Regions from separate parts of the Mus musculus genome. Here all the other regions are linked to region 3. The links are chromatin contacts, called in public Hi-C and promoter capture Hi-C maps. All regions are on one chromosome and are shown on one strand. Each heading gives the region's core, a stretch centred on a gene start, on an enhancer-like site or on the middle of the called end of the contact. The rest is flanking DNA. Distances are from core to core; before and after follow the strand shown.

Region 1 (2,994 bases), core at 251-2,750, 1.3 Mb before region 3:
CGTCCCTTGGGTGTGAGACTCGGTGGTTTGGCCTTTGCTCCCACCTCCCTTTCACTTAGCTCTTCGACCTTCAGCACTGTGTGATCTTAGTCAGGTCCCAACTTGACCTGAGGGACCTCAGACTGCTCCAGGGTAGGCTCATGACCTCTTACTCTGCCTTGGAGCGTGAAAGAGACTGTTTGGCTTTTCGAGGAGTGCCAGCCGATGTGTGTACCTCAAATTCTGAAGCTGTTATTAATGAGTTCACTTTGGGAATAAGAAGTTGATTAGCGTTCATTAGTTATGGGAAACAAAGGTTTCATTATGACACTTCGTAGATGTATATATAATGCACTTTGATCATTTTCAATCTGTTTCTTTTAGTGATTTGTGTGTGTGTGTTGTACATGCAGGTCAGAGGTCATCTATCTATCTATCTATCTATCTATCTATCTATCTATCTATCTATCTATCTGATTCAGAATCTCTCTAAGTAACCCTAGCTGTCTGAGAATTCATTATGTAAATCAGGCTGGCTTCAAACTCAGAGATCCACCTGCCTCTACCTCTCTAGTGTGGGGATTAAAGGTGTGAGCCACCCCCCCTTTCATTTTTGCATTTCAAGAAAAGGCCTCCTGTAGCTAGCCAAGCTGGTCTCAATCCTCGTGAGTCAGCCTCTCAAGTGCTGGGATTAGACAAATGAACCACCATGCCTGACTATGATTTTAAAGGTGACTTAAGTCTTCATAATGACTAGCTGTCTAATTTGGAGGTGCCTGCTGTAGACTTATCCCTAAAACACTGCGTTCTCTCCTAGCAGGGGTTGGGGAGGGCTCCCTTCCCCACTGCATGGGAAGGTTCTGATGCACCACAGGGCAGAAGGGGACACCCTGACCTCCGCTGGTGGCAGCCCACTTAAAATTTGGCTTTCATTAATTGAACACGGTGACACACACCTCCAATCCAAGCAGCTGAGAGAGGGAGACAGGAGGATCAGGGTTCAAGGTCACTGTTGGCTAAATAAGTTTGAGACCATTGTGGGCTGCATGAGACCCTAACTCAAAAAGGGGGGAGGGGCATCGATGTGTCTCAGCAGGTGAAAGCACTTGTGCAACCTCTGATCCCTGAGTTTAGTCCCCAGAACTTACATGGTAAGAGAATCGATTCCCAAAAGTTGTCCTTGTTCTCCACACAAGCACCCACACTCACTCACACCCACGGTACTAATAAAGAAAAGAAAAGAACATGATTTCTGTTAAATGACAAGTTTATATGTGTACTAAATAAAGGGAAAATCGGGCACCAGGACAAGATGCCTCCCAACCTGCTGTCCGGCTCCTGAAGAAGTCATCCACACATGCTCACAACCATCCTTAGGCACTTCTGAGGTGGCAGGCTCAGATTCTCTCAGCTGCAAGGACTTGAGATGGGCCTTCCTAGAAGCTTTGTAAATTTCATTATCTTCCCGCACAGGCTGCTGTTTGTTGCTCTACCATTTAGGTTCTGGTTTGGAGTGCTCTGCACTTCCGTCTCCTTTTTTCTTTTTTTCAAGGGGCTTCCCCACCATAGCGCAGGAAGTTCAGTGAGGAGCAGATCTGCTGAAGCAGAGAGACAAGGCAGCTTTGTGAGCTGGTGACGTCAGTTCTGCCCCTTATGGCTCCCTTCCTCCCACTCTCAGGCCCTGGAGAGAGACAGCGGCTTCTGAGTGTGGCAGACTCAGGGGAGGGGAGTCTTGCCCTTCACAGAGAGGGCTAGCCTCTTATCCAGAAACACTTGTGGGGGCCAGGCGAGGTGCCTCTGTGGGGAAAAGTACAATCCCAATGAGCTGAGTTTGATCCCCAGATACCACACCAGCATAGGCCAGAAATCACAGAAGTGTGATGATGTAGGTTAGAAGTGCGGACTGGGTTAAGGGCACTGACTGTTCTTCCAGAGGAACGGAGTTCAAATCCCAGCACCCACATGGCAGCTTACAACTGTCTGTAACTCCAAGATCTGACGTGCCCACATAGATGTACATGCAGGCAGAATGCCAGTGCACATAAAATAAAGGGTAAATAAACTTTTAAAAAAGTCAGGAGGTTAAAGGTCGTCTTGACTGCAAAGTAAGTTTGAGGCCAGCCTAACAAAACCAAAAATCTGAAGCCAGTGGCGTATACTGTAATCCCAGTGTCTGGGAGTTGGAAGCAAGAGAGATCCGGAGTCCTTGGCTACATCCAGGCCAGACTCAGGAACATGAGACCCTATCTCCAAACCAAACCAGAACCCAACTCTAAAACAACAGCCAAAACCCAAAACAAAGTGCGGTTTGTTTATTTTTTTAATGCTTTTAGTCTCTGGTAAATAATAAACAACACTACCTTCTAATCCTACAGTGTTGTTGGTGGCTTTCTCCTTCCTTCCTTCCTTCCTTCCTTCCTTCCTTCCTTCCTTCCTTCCTCTTCCTTCCTTCCTTCCTTTAAAGATTGTTTTGTTATGGTTGTTGGTGCTTTGAAATAGGGTTTTTATTTATATACAACTCAAGCTGGCCTAGAGCTGCTCTGTGGTGTCCACCAGAGATGACTGCGCACACACAGTTTAAACCGATACGAAGTCTATTAGCCGGCCCCGGCCAGCAGGACACTGGGTGTTATAACGAGATCCCTGTGTAGCCAAGTCTTTTCTCTTTAAGGATAAAAACCACATTCTGTTGACACATTTCAGTTAGCAAGAACAGTTAGCTAGAAGCAGAACTACAGAAGCCAAAGCAAGGTTAGTACGCTCTGAGACTTTCCCAGAGCCGTGGACTTAGGTGGATTAGGTCTGTTTTAGTTGCAGGTGGTGCTGTCTACGGGCTGAGTTTCACACTCTGGATGGTGCTTCCATCACGGGGTCAACTGTGCTAAGATCTGTGGCCCTGTCACAGGGTTACATCCTCCTGCCTCAAACAGTGGGGTACCACCGTATCTGGCCTCTAAATACTGTTGAAGTCTGCTGTGCTGGCCTCTGTGTGAGCACAGGTACACGGAGATACAA
Region 2 (3,378 bases), core at 279-2,778, 1.2 Mb after region 3:
CTGTTTCCATAGAAGCAACACGTTTTGACTTTTGACATGTAACTCTCAAAAACTTTCATAGAGATAGAAATACAAATACAGTGTCCCTGGAAATGGGTGCTAGTGGTTAAGTCTATTTTTCTTGGATGCTTTTCATTGCAAGTACTTTACCTAAGTCATCTCATTCAAAATTTCAATATTCTTCTCTTAAAAGTTTTCAAAGACTAAAGGCACGTTCTCCAAAGTCTCAAGTGAAGGGAGGAACGTACCAAAAACTACAAGAAAAATGATTAACTCAAGGGCCACAAGAAAACATATGTTTTCCCTAAGGTAATATACAGAATGAATGCCTTAGTTATAGGAGTCATTTTAAGTTAAAATACTCGCCCCCACAAATGCAAGAGTAAGCTTTATTGGGGGGGGGAGGGGGGAATCCTGTCTTTCTAGTGACTCCTGGCTTGCTCTAAGAATTTAACCAGCCAACTCCCGCGCTCCCCACAGGAGTCCAGCCTCTGCCTCTTGGGGAAGGCCGGCCAATCGCGCGCTTGGGGCTCATTGGCTCGGAGAGACGCAACTCAGGCGAGAAAAACCCGCCTCCCACATTCCGATGGCCCAAGGACCGATCGGTAGGCAGCTATAGGAAAACCCAATTGGCCTATAGGCTCGCCAGTCAAATGCTTCGGCAAGGCAGCTTCACAGAACCTGCAAGGATAAAACATCCCGCCCCAGTTGTCCTATTGGCTGGCCCGACCCGTCGCGGCCCCTTCACTGTCGTCGTCCACCCCCCCCCCCACCAGTTCAGCGGTCCATTCATTTCGTACAATAACCGGTGCAATGGGAGCGGGTTCAAGATCTCGTACGGGTAGACGAGACTCTGCCACTTACCCAAGATCTAAAGTGATCACTCACGCTAAGGCCTGCACGGTTCCTCTGTGGTAAAGCGGCACCACAAGCCACCGCTACCGCCGCCTTCTGCGCAATGCCAACCGCCCGCCAAAACGGATCCTTCCCTGCGCCTGCGCAACCAATCCTGGGCTTGGACCTTTTCTCCGCCCAAAACGCCTGCGCAAAACTGGACGCTGGTCCCGCCACTACGCAGGCGCCTAGGTTCACAACCCTCTCCCGCCCGCCATTTCACGTGTTCCAGGCAGCAGGCGGAACATCGTAGTGCGCCGGCGTGAACTCGCCATTTTTATTACACATGCGCCTTATAGGGAGTGGCTGGGAAAAGTCGCGGTGAGCTACTTTGTAGCGTGCGGTCCTTTGACGAGTGAGTTTGTAATGTTCGGGTGTGGGAAAGTTATGAAAGGCATTTAAAAGACGTGAATACATTCAAATATAAGTGACTGGCTAGTTAGCCAATCAATGCGATTAAGGATAAGATCCCTTGGGGCATCAGTGACTCAAAGGGGCGGAGTCTGAATAGAACGCCCAAACGGATGCCGTTTCTTAGCAGGGCGTCTTCACGGGCCAATGGTGGGAGGGAATAATTTCAAATCTCCAATAAGACTCAAGTAAGGGCGGAGTCTACCAATACCGAGAGCGAGGAGGCGGGATAAAAGGGCGAGCAGAAGGTAGGCTGGCGGGCACGTTCGTTATCGTATTCCTTTCTGCTCTTTGACGCTGCCGAGGAAGCATCGCTGAAGGCTCTCGTAACTCTACCGTCATGTCTAAGTCCGAGGTAAGTTGGATGCGCTTTGCAGCTTCTCTTTCTTCCACACTTACTGAATATAGCGGGATGTGACGTGTTTTGCTGCTCGCACCCGTGGTTTCGGTGTTTTATCGATTAGTGCTGAGGCCTACTTTAAAAAAATGCAGGTCGCCATTTTGTCCTCATAGTCACCATGAGGCTGCGATCCGACCGCCATTAACGTCCATGCACTGTTCCTTGTGGCAAACTTCACAGACTAATGATCTGGGGAGTGTGGCCTTTTCTTCCCCTCCCCCATTCTGGTCTAACAATCGCTTGTTAAAGAGATATTAAGTCTTAATGGGGATGGACCCGACTAACCTGTGCCCTTTGTTGCGCGTGCGTATGAAGTAAAAGTAAGGACGCATGCGCTGCGTGCAACTCGAGTGAATCCCCAGCAGCACCTCCTAGCCTAGGAAGGAGCACGTGGTCTCGTGCAGTAATAAAGAACAATAAAAAAGTGTAGCATGTGTTGTTGCGGGGTGTTGATTCATTTTCCCAGGTTCCAGCCCCTCCGCTAAACACTCCCTCCTCCACTTTAGTCTCCCAAGGAGCCAGAACAGCTGCGGAAGCTCTTCATCGGAGGGCTGAGCTTCGAAACAACCGACGAGAGTCTGAGGAGCCATTTTGAGCAATGGGGAACACTAACAGACTGTGTGGTAAGATTAAAAGAAACAAAAGGAAGAGCTGGCTTATTTCTTCCGATTTAATCTGCTGCTTCTTAGCTAAATTGTTTTGTGAAGTTAACTAATGGGATGGTAAAAAAAAATCTGGGGCTTTCTTCAGATCTGTAAGAAGCTTACATTTCCACCCCCCCACTCTGAAGTTTCATGTTTGCCTTGATCAGACTAGGAATGGCTTTTGATTCTGAGATCAGGCAGTGTATTGATTGAATTAACTCTAAACAGGTAATGAGAGATCCAAACACCAAGAGATCCAGGGGCTTTGGGTTTGTCACATATGCCACTGTGGAAGAAGTGGATGCTGCCATGAATGCAAGACCACACAAGGTGGATGGAAGAGTTGTGGAACCTAAGAGAGCTGTCTCAAGAGAAGTGAGTGGTTTTTCTCTTTAACCTGAGACTATGATTGGGGCAGTCCTCAATTGGGAGATCCCCCCCAAGTGGTATTAAAGGCGAGGGCCTGGAGGTGGTGGCACACGCCTTTAATCCCAGCACTCCGGAGGCAGAGGCAGGTATATTTCTGAGTTCGAGGCTAGCCTGGTCTACAGAGTGAGTTCCAGGACAGCCAGGGATATATAGAGAAACCCTGTCTCTGAAAAAAAGGGGGGGGTGGGCCACCACACCTTCCCAGTCATTTAGAAACTGCTACTACTAAATAACTGAAGTCATTTTTCCTTTTTAGGATTCTCAGCGACCAGGTGCCCACTTAACTGTGAAAAAGATCTTTGTTGGTGGTATTAAAGAAGACACTGAAGAACATCACCTACGAGATTATTTTGAGCAGTATGGGAAGATTGAAGTGATAGAAATTATGACTGACAGAGGCAGTGGGAAAAAGAGGGGCTTTGCTTTTGTTACCTTTGATGACCATGACTCTGTGGATAAGATTGTTAGTAAGTATCAGAGGACTACGTGTTCCTTAATGACTCTGGAGTCCTCTTGTGTTTTTTTTTTTTACAGTCCTGAATCTACCTTTTTCTCTTAGTTCAGAAATACCATACTGTGAATGGCCACAACTGTGAAGTA
Region 3 (2,973 bases), core at 116-2,615:
GTGGTGCTCCATACTGAGCTAAGAAAAGTATTTCTGTCTTCTTGTTTTGTTTTTGTTTGGTTGGCTGGTTTAGGGGTTATTTTGTTTTGTTTAGTTTTGTTTTGAGACAGGGTCTGTGTGTATGTAGCCTTGGCTGACTTGGAACTGGATATGTAGACCAAATTAGCCTCAAACTCTCTATACATAGAGATTTGCCTTTGTCTGCCTTCCAACTGTAGGAATTAGAGATGTGTGCCAGCTGGGCATGGTAATGAATACTGTTAATCCCAGCATTCAGGAGGCAGAGATAGGTGGCTCTCTGAATTTAAAGTCTTGCCTGGTCTACATAATGAGTTCCAGGACAGCCAGTGCTATGTAGAGAGACCCTGTTTCAAAACACCAAATTAAATATAAGTAAATAAATTAATTAAGGGTATGTGCCACCATGCCTGTTTCTGCAAATCATTTTTTAAAGTATATTTATTTTTATTTTATGTGCATTGCTGTTTTGCTGCATGTATGTCTATATGAGGGTGTCAGATCCTTTGGAACTGGAGTTAGAGTTGTGAGCTGCCATGTGGGTGCTAGGAATTCTGGAAGAGTAGTCAGTGCTCTTAACCGCTGAGCCATCTCTCCAACCCCTGTTTTTATTTGTTTGTTTTTTGTTTGTTTTATGGTTTGTATGTTTTAGGGTCATAAAAAAATTTTAGGAGCTGGAATTGTGGCTCAGTGGCTAAGAATGTTCCCTGTTCTTGTAGAGGGGCAGGCCATCTGGAGTTGTACCCAACTGCCTTTTACTCTATTAGCCTACTTACCTGTAATGTTTATCATTTGTAGTATTTTATTCAAGGTAGTTTTAATCCCTTTTTATATCCACAAATGTCTGTTAAACAGTGCCTGGCACGTGGCTGGTGTTCAATAGTTTCACTTTTTGAAATATATATTTTTAAAAAAAATGAAGCATTCGCTGTAAGAAATGTGGCTAGCCACTCGGTGCTGGCCCTTGTCAGTCCATTGGAGGGTTAAATGAGGCAAAAGCCCATGGTTCAAATGTTACCTTCTTAATTGAAACCATTCTACGGAACATTATATTTTCTTTGTCTTTACAAAAAGTGATTTAAAAAGAAACTCAGAATCTTCCCTTCGGAAAAAATCAATTGTGGCACACCCATTCTAGATTCCAAGTCCACTCTGTTCCATAGAATCAGCAAGTGCGACCCCGCCCTTCGCGCCGATCCAGCACCCACAAGTCTGTGCGCCAGGAGACTCCGCCCCGGGCGCAGATCGGACCGGACGGCCGCGCCGGGCCCGACGTAAAGCGAAGGGTTTCGCGACAGCTCAGACTCCACCCCTTCGGCCACATGTCGCGCAGGTCTTCCCGTCGGACGCCGCGCCACCCCCTCGCGCTGCTTTACGAACCCAGCGCGGCGGCGGCGCCCCGCCTTCTGCCTCCGTCCTCGGCTCCCCGCCCCCTCCTGGTTTCACGTCTCCAAGCCCGTCGCGCCCGCTATAATCACGTGACTGCCTCATCCGGGTCCTTTGCGTTCTCTCTCCCTCTCCCAACATGGCGGCCTCAGGTGAGTGAGCGGCCGAGCGTGGCCAAAGACCAGGCTCGGAAACAGCCTCCGGGCTTGGTCCGCTCCTTGCTGGAGGTCGGGGGCAGGAGGCACCGGCTCCTTTCGGACCTGGGGGCAGCGGCAGGCTAGCGGCATGGCCGCTTGAGGTTACCGCCTCGGGATGTCTAGGGGGAGGGGAAGGCCTTCCCCTCCCCCTCACACCCTTTTCACCCCGTTGCGCGAGGTTGGAGTAGGCAGAAATGGTGGACCCTGCCTTCAATTGGAGGAGGCAGCACAGAGAGACGTGCGGGAGGCGCGAGGCTCTCAAAGGCGTGAAGCACCGCGCCCGCGCCAAGGCGCGGGTGGAGGAAGGAGGCGGTTGGCGCGCGGACCGGAACACATTGGGCCGGGTCTCCAAGGCGCGAGGCCGTTGCGGACCCTCGTGGGGGCGGGGGGGTGCAGTTAGAACGCGAGCGCGAGGCTGTGGAGGGGCCGATGAAAGCAGCGGTGCGCGTGCGCGGCACGGGCGACGAGGCGAGGTGGTGGAGAAGGCGCGCCTCAGAAACACGCGCTGCTGGACTCCAGATGGGAAGCCTGGATGGACCTGGCTTTTGCTCGTTTATGACCTTGTACTTTAAGCTTTAGTCGGTTTGGGAGCGTGGCACGGCCGCTGTACTCCCAAGCGAACGCATATTAGGTTTGGCCCCACTATAGTTGGGGGTAGGGAACCCAGGGTGCTCCCACGTGTTAGGTGCTGTAGGGATAGACACCTAGATTTCTCCTGTGCCTTTTTCTTTCCACCTCTTGATTCAACCAACAGTTTTTATTGAGTGCACACTATATGCCAGGCAGAGGTGGGGAAGGAAATCGGGGCGTTGCATTATATAGAACTTCCATTTTTTGGGTAGTTTTAGTGTCAGGATTCAGCTTTTGTCATTTTCCCAGATAACTGGGAAACTTCCAGAAGGTGCTATTAAAATAGTGGCTAGAGGTTCTGCGTGCGTTTGTTTGTTTGGTGGAATGTATATTCCCTGCATTGCAAGTGAGGTTTGTGGAGGTCGTTTCGGGTTTTGTTTTTTTGTTTTGTTTTGTTTTCCAAGTTTTTTGCTTTTTGGGTTTTTTTGGCATTTGCAGTGGACCTGTGAATACCAGAGGGCTTTTAGACACCCAGCATTAGTTTTCGTTTTAGTTTATTTTTTATAGCATAATCTGTTAAAAATACCTTTTGGATTGCTGTGCCTAAACTGTGCGACAAGGTCTCTCATTTAGCTCTTGACTATCTGACCAGGCTTGCCTTGGGGTTGTTGGGATTAAAGGTGTTTAGCAACACGCCTGGCAACATTCAGTGTCTTAACCAGAAGTCCATCTTTTCTAATATTACAAGGAAATCGGGTTCTGTCTTTGGAAAACTTTCTCACTGAATCTACTGCCTTCGGCC
Region 4 (3,055 bases), core at 330-2,829, 1.5 Mb before region 3:
CATATGTCTATGGATACTTTGCTTTAGTCAAGGAAATGTAAATACCACAGTCTTTATGATACTGATTTAATCCAAATCAAATTAATATAAATACTTAATGGGAACTTAAAAAATACCCAAGAGAGTTCCCTAACATCCTTTAGTTAGCGCAGCCTAGTTAGGGGATGCTCTGTGTGCTGACAGGAAACCAAAATGGAAATACTGACCCGGAACCTGGGAGGCCGAACACAAAACTCAAGTCTGTAACCTGTCCTTTAGATCAGTTTTTCTTTTCTTCTCGAATGTTTATTTTTATATGTGTGTCGGCGTGAACCCATGACACTCATGCGCAGGTCCCCAGGCTGAACTAGATCAGCCTCTCAGGCTGCTGTGCTTGCCGACTGGACGAAACTGCATTTACAGGACGCCACGCAAACTGTTAAATAGACACCTGACACACAAGCAAGGCCTTCGGTGTCGGACGAATCAGGAGTCCGTTCACCAAGGACCTCTCCCTCCAAAGCCTGCCCATCTACTTGACCACGCACAACACGAACTTCTGCAGACAGCTGCGGCGGTCGGTTCCTCTGTGCATCTATGAGAGCGCGTTCGGTTGCTCAGCAGATATTCTGGAACGAGGAAACGGGAAAAAATGTGATCACTGTCCTAAGAGACGTCGTCGCTACTCTTCTGGACAACTGAGCGCGGGCTAAACCACTCACAACATCTGTAGGGAGTTTTCAGGTCCCCGTAGGACGTGCCAGGCCAGGGTGCAGGTGCTGGCTGCGTCCCCTCAGCTTGTGCTGGGGCACGGTCTATCTCAGGACAGGGGGCGGGGCGCGGGGACACGGTCCATCTCCGAGCACGAAGCCAGGCGCTGGGCCCTCAACAAGAGGCCTGGAAGGACCAGAACGGCGGACAGGCTAAGGTCTGAGGTCTGGGCTGCGTCTCGCAGGCACTGTGGAGTCGTGACAGCCTGTGTTCACACCTGAATTTGGTGAGCAGAGGCGACTCACAGTGAGGAAGTCGCCCTGAGATGAGCTGACTCCGCTTTCTTTAGGGCGGGGCCGCGCAGAAAGGAGGAGCGCGCGGTGAGGGAGGGGTCGCGCAGGGAGGGCGGGGCCGCGCAGAAAGGAGGAGCCCGCGGTGAAGGCGGAGCGTTCAGGGAGGCGGGGCTAGCGGTGCGGTGAGGGCGGGGCCGCGCGGGAAGGAGTGGCTCGTGATAAGGGCGGGGCGCACGGTGAGAGCAAGGACCGCGGTGAGGGCGGGGCCGCGCAGAGAGAGCAAGGAACGCGGGGAGAGCGAGGAGGGCGGGGCCTCGCAGGGAGGGCGGGGCAATTAGTGAGGGCAAAGCGCGCGGTGAGGGCGAAGCCGCGCAGGGAGGGGCGGGGCCGAGCCCAGAGGAGGCGCGCGCCGTGAGGGCAGAGCGCGCGGGGAGGGCGGGGCTTCCGAGCAGAGCAGGGCCGCGAGCGCCCTCCTTGCCGCGACTGGCCGGCCTGCGAGGGGGCGGGGTTTCCGGCGGCGGCGCACTCGGGCATCTCCTGACGCAGAGTGGACGAACGTCACGTGACACGGAAGTGACTCCGAACAGGAAGAGGACGAGAAAAATAACCGTCCGCGACGCCGAGTGGGAGCGGACTCAGAGCCACCATGAACAGCAAAGGCAAGGCCGGGAAGTGGCGGGGGCCGTCGGGGAAGCGGGCGGGTTCGGGTCGAGCGGGCTGGGGGACGTCGGGCCTGGGGCGGTCTGTGCGGCTCTCTTCAGCGGGCCGCACAGCGCGGCCGCACCTGACGTGGCCGCCCCCCTCCACCCCCACAACGCAGCCGCTCGGCCCTCTGGGCCCCGACCCCATAAACCGTGTGGCGCAGTTTGGAGCCGCGGGCTCCTGTGTGTGGGGTGGGGGGGCTTTTCCGTGACGGACAGCGGCTGGAGCGAATGGCGAGCTAGAGCAGGGATTTGGGGAAGCCAATGGAGGGCGGGCGGAGGCGGGGCGCCGCGCCTCGGAACAACAGGCCTCGGCCGAGCTTAACTGCTGAGGTGCCGGCTCCGCTGCACGGCCCAGGCCCTCGAGGACCCGTTCTCGCCCGCCGGGGACTTCTGGCGCTTCCTCCTCGGGGCCCGGACTCGTAGCCGCCCCTGTGCGTTGCTAATGTTTGTGAGAACATGGTCGCGTTCCCCACCCCTCCACCCGCCGCCCTTCTCACGGTTAACTTCCAGTCACTCACTCTTTGGAGGTCGACCTTGACTAGGAACCCGTGAGGTAAACACTGAGAACCGTGGGTCCCACAGAGTCAGGACTGGTTACAGCACAGCCCGGGGGAGATCACCCAGAGGAGTCCCCTAAGACACCAGCAGTCCGGAGACCCCGGAACGGGTCCTCAGACCTGCCCTCTATTCGAAAGGGAACATGGCCAAGTTAGCCTCCATCAATCAGTATGCTAGTGGGAACGGCGCCTTCTGCCCAGTCAGAAGCCAGCACCTTCGGGCGCGAGGGTGCCGAGACCATCCTTATTTTCCTGGCTCTAAGAAATAAGGCAGCCTTATTTGCAGCTCTTCTGCTTGCTCCCCACCCTGTGCACCCTGGCCCGTCTAGTAGCTCTGCTTACAAACTTGTTTTTATTCAAAGTGTGCCTGCCTCTGCCTGTGTAAGTGTCTGTGAGTGTGAGTGTAGGTGCCCACCAAGGCAGAAGGTAGCGTTGAAAGGAGGTTGTGTCATATGTGGGTGCTGGGAATAGAACTGGGGTCCTCAGGAAGAGCAGCACTTTGTCTCACACACTGAGCATCTTTCCTGTTTGCCACCTCCCCTCCTAATCTGACAGACAACATCTCTCCTCCCCTTTTGTATTCCAGGTCAATATCCAACACAGCCTACCTACCCTGTGCAACCTCCTGGGAATCCAGTATATCCTCAGACCTTACATCTTCCTCAGGCTCCACCCTATACTGATGCTCCACCTGCATATTCAGAGGTACTGCAGTTTCCTAGACTTGTAGCTAGTTGAGAACACTCTTGGATCCCCTTGTTAAGTCTTCAAATCTGACTTCACAAGCAGAAGGATGCTCTGTGAATCATCT

The links. Promoter capture Hi-C pulls out the DNA fragments that hold promoters and counts their contacts. A called contact is a pair of places that touch in the nucleus more often than the background predicts.
Region 1: a promoter capture Hi-C map of pre-B cells shows a contact between it and region 3, with 4 times the contacts expected there. The contact joins the promoter of I730030J21Rik here to the promoter of Eif4b in region 3. A contact is called at or near these places in 3 of 39 promoter capture datasets (hippocampal neurons, liver and pre-B cells).
Region 2: a contact with region 3 is called in a promoter capture Hi-C map of pre-B cells, with 3 times the contacts expected there. The contact joins the promoter of Hnrnpa1 here to the promoter of Eif4b in region 3. A contact is called at or near these places in 3 of 39 promoter capture datasets (hematopoietic stem and progenitor cells, liver and pre-B cells) and 1 of 9 other capture datasets (pancreatic islet).
Region 4: a contact with region 3 is called in a Hi-C map of muscle stem cells, with 3 times the contacts expected there. The contact joins the promoter of Dazap2 here to the promoter of Eif4b in region 3. A contact is called at or near these places in 5 of 39 promoter capture datasets (the 3T3-L1 cell line, cranial neural crest, erythroid cells and 2 more), 2 of 484 Hi-C or Micro-C datasets (the G1E-ER4 cell line and muscle stem cells) and 1 of 115 datasets of contacts at active chromatin or transcription factors (extraembryonic endoderm stem cells).

The regions. Positions count from the first base shown.
Region 1 is chr15:100,731,237-100,734,230 of GRCm38.p6, forward strand. It overlaps I730030J21Rik (RIKEN cDNA I730030J21 gene), which reads right to left and starts at 1,501. Exons shown (of 3, transcript NR_045782.1): 1 at 1,304-1,501; 2 at 1,128-1,202.
Region 2 is chr15:103,238,869-103,242,246 of GRCm38.p6, forward strand. It overlaps Hnrnpa1 (heterogeneous nuclear ribonucleoprotein A1), which reads left to right and starts at 1,529. Exons shown (of 11, transcript NM_001039129.4): 1 at 1,529-1,660; 2 at 2,212-2,328; 3 at 2,578-2,724; 4 at 3,035-3,245; 5 at 3,338-3,378. The coding sequence starts at 1,646. Cbx5 (chromobox 5) reads right to left here and starts at 984. Exons shown (of 5, transcript NM_001076789.2): 1 at 865-984.
Region 3 is chr15:102,072,408-102,075,380 of GRCm38.p6, forward strand. It overlaps Eif4b (eukaryotic translation initiation factor 4B), which reads left to right and starts at 1,366. Exons shown (of 15, transcript NM_145625.3): 1 at 1,366-1,556. The coding sequence starts at 1,544.
Region 4 is chr15:100,614,083-100,617,137 of GRCm38.p6, forward strand. Dazap2 (DAZ associated protein 2) reads left to right here and starts at 1,580. Exons shown (of 4, transcript NM_011873.2): 1 at 1,580-1,642; 2 at 2,831-2,949. The coding sequence starts at 1,630. It overlaps C330013E15Rik (RIKEN cDNA C330013E15 gene), which reads right to left and starts at 1,028. Exons shown (of 2, transcript NR_045701.1): 1 at 702-1,028; 2 at 58-608.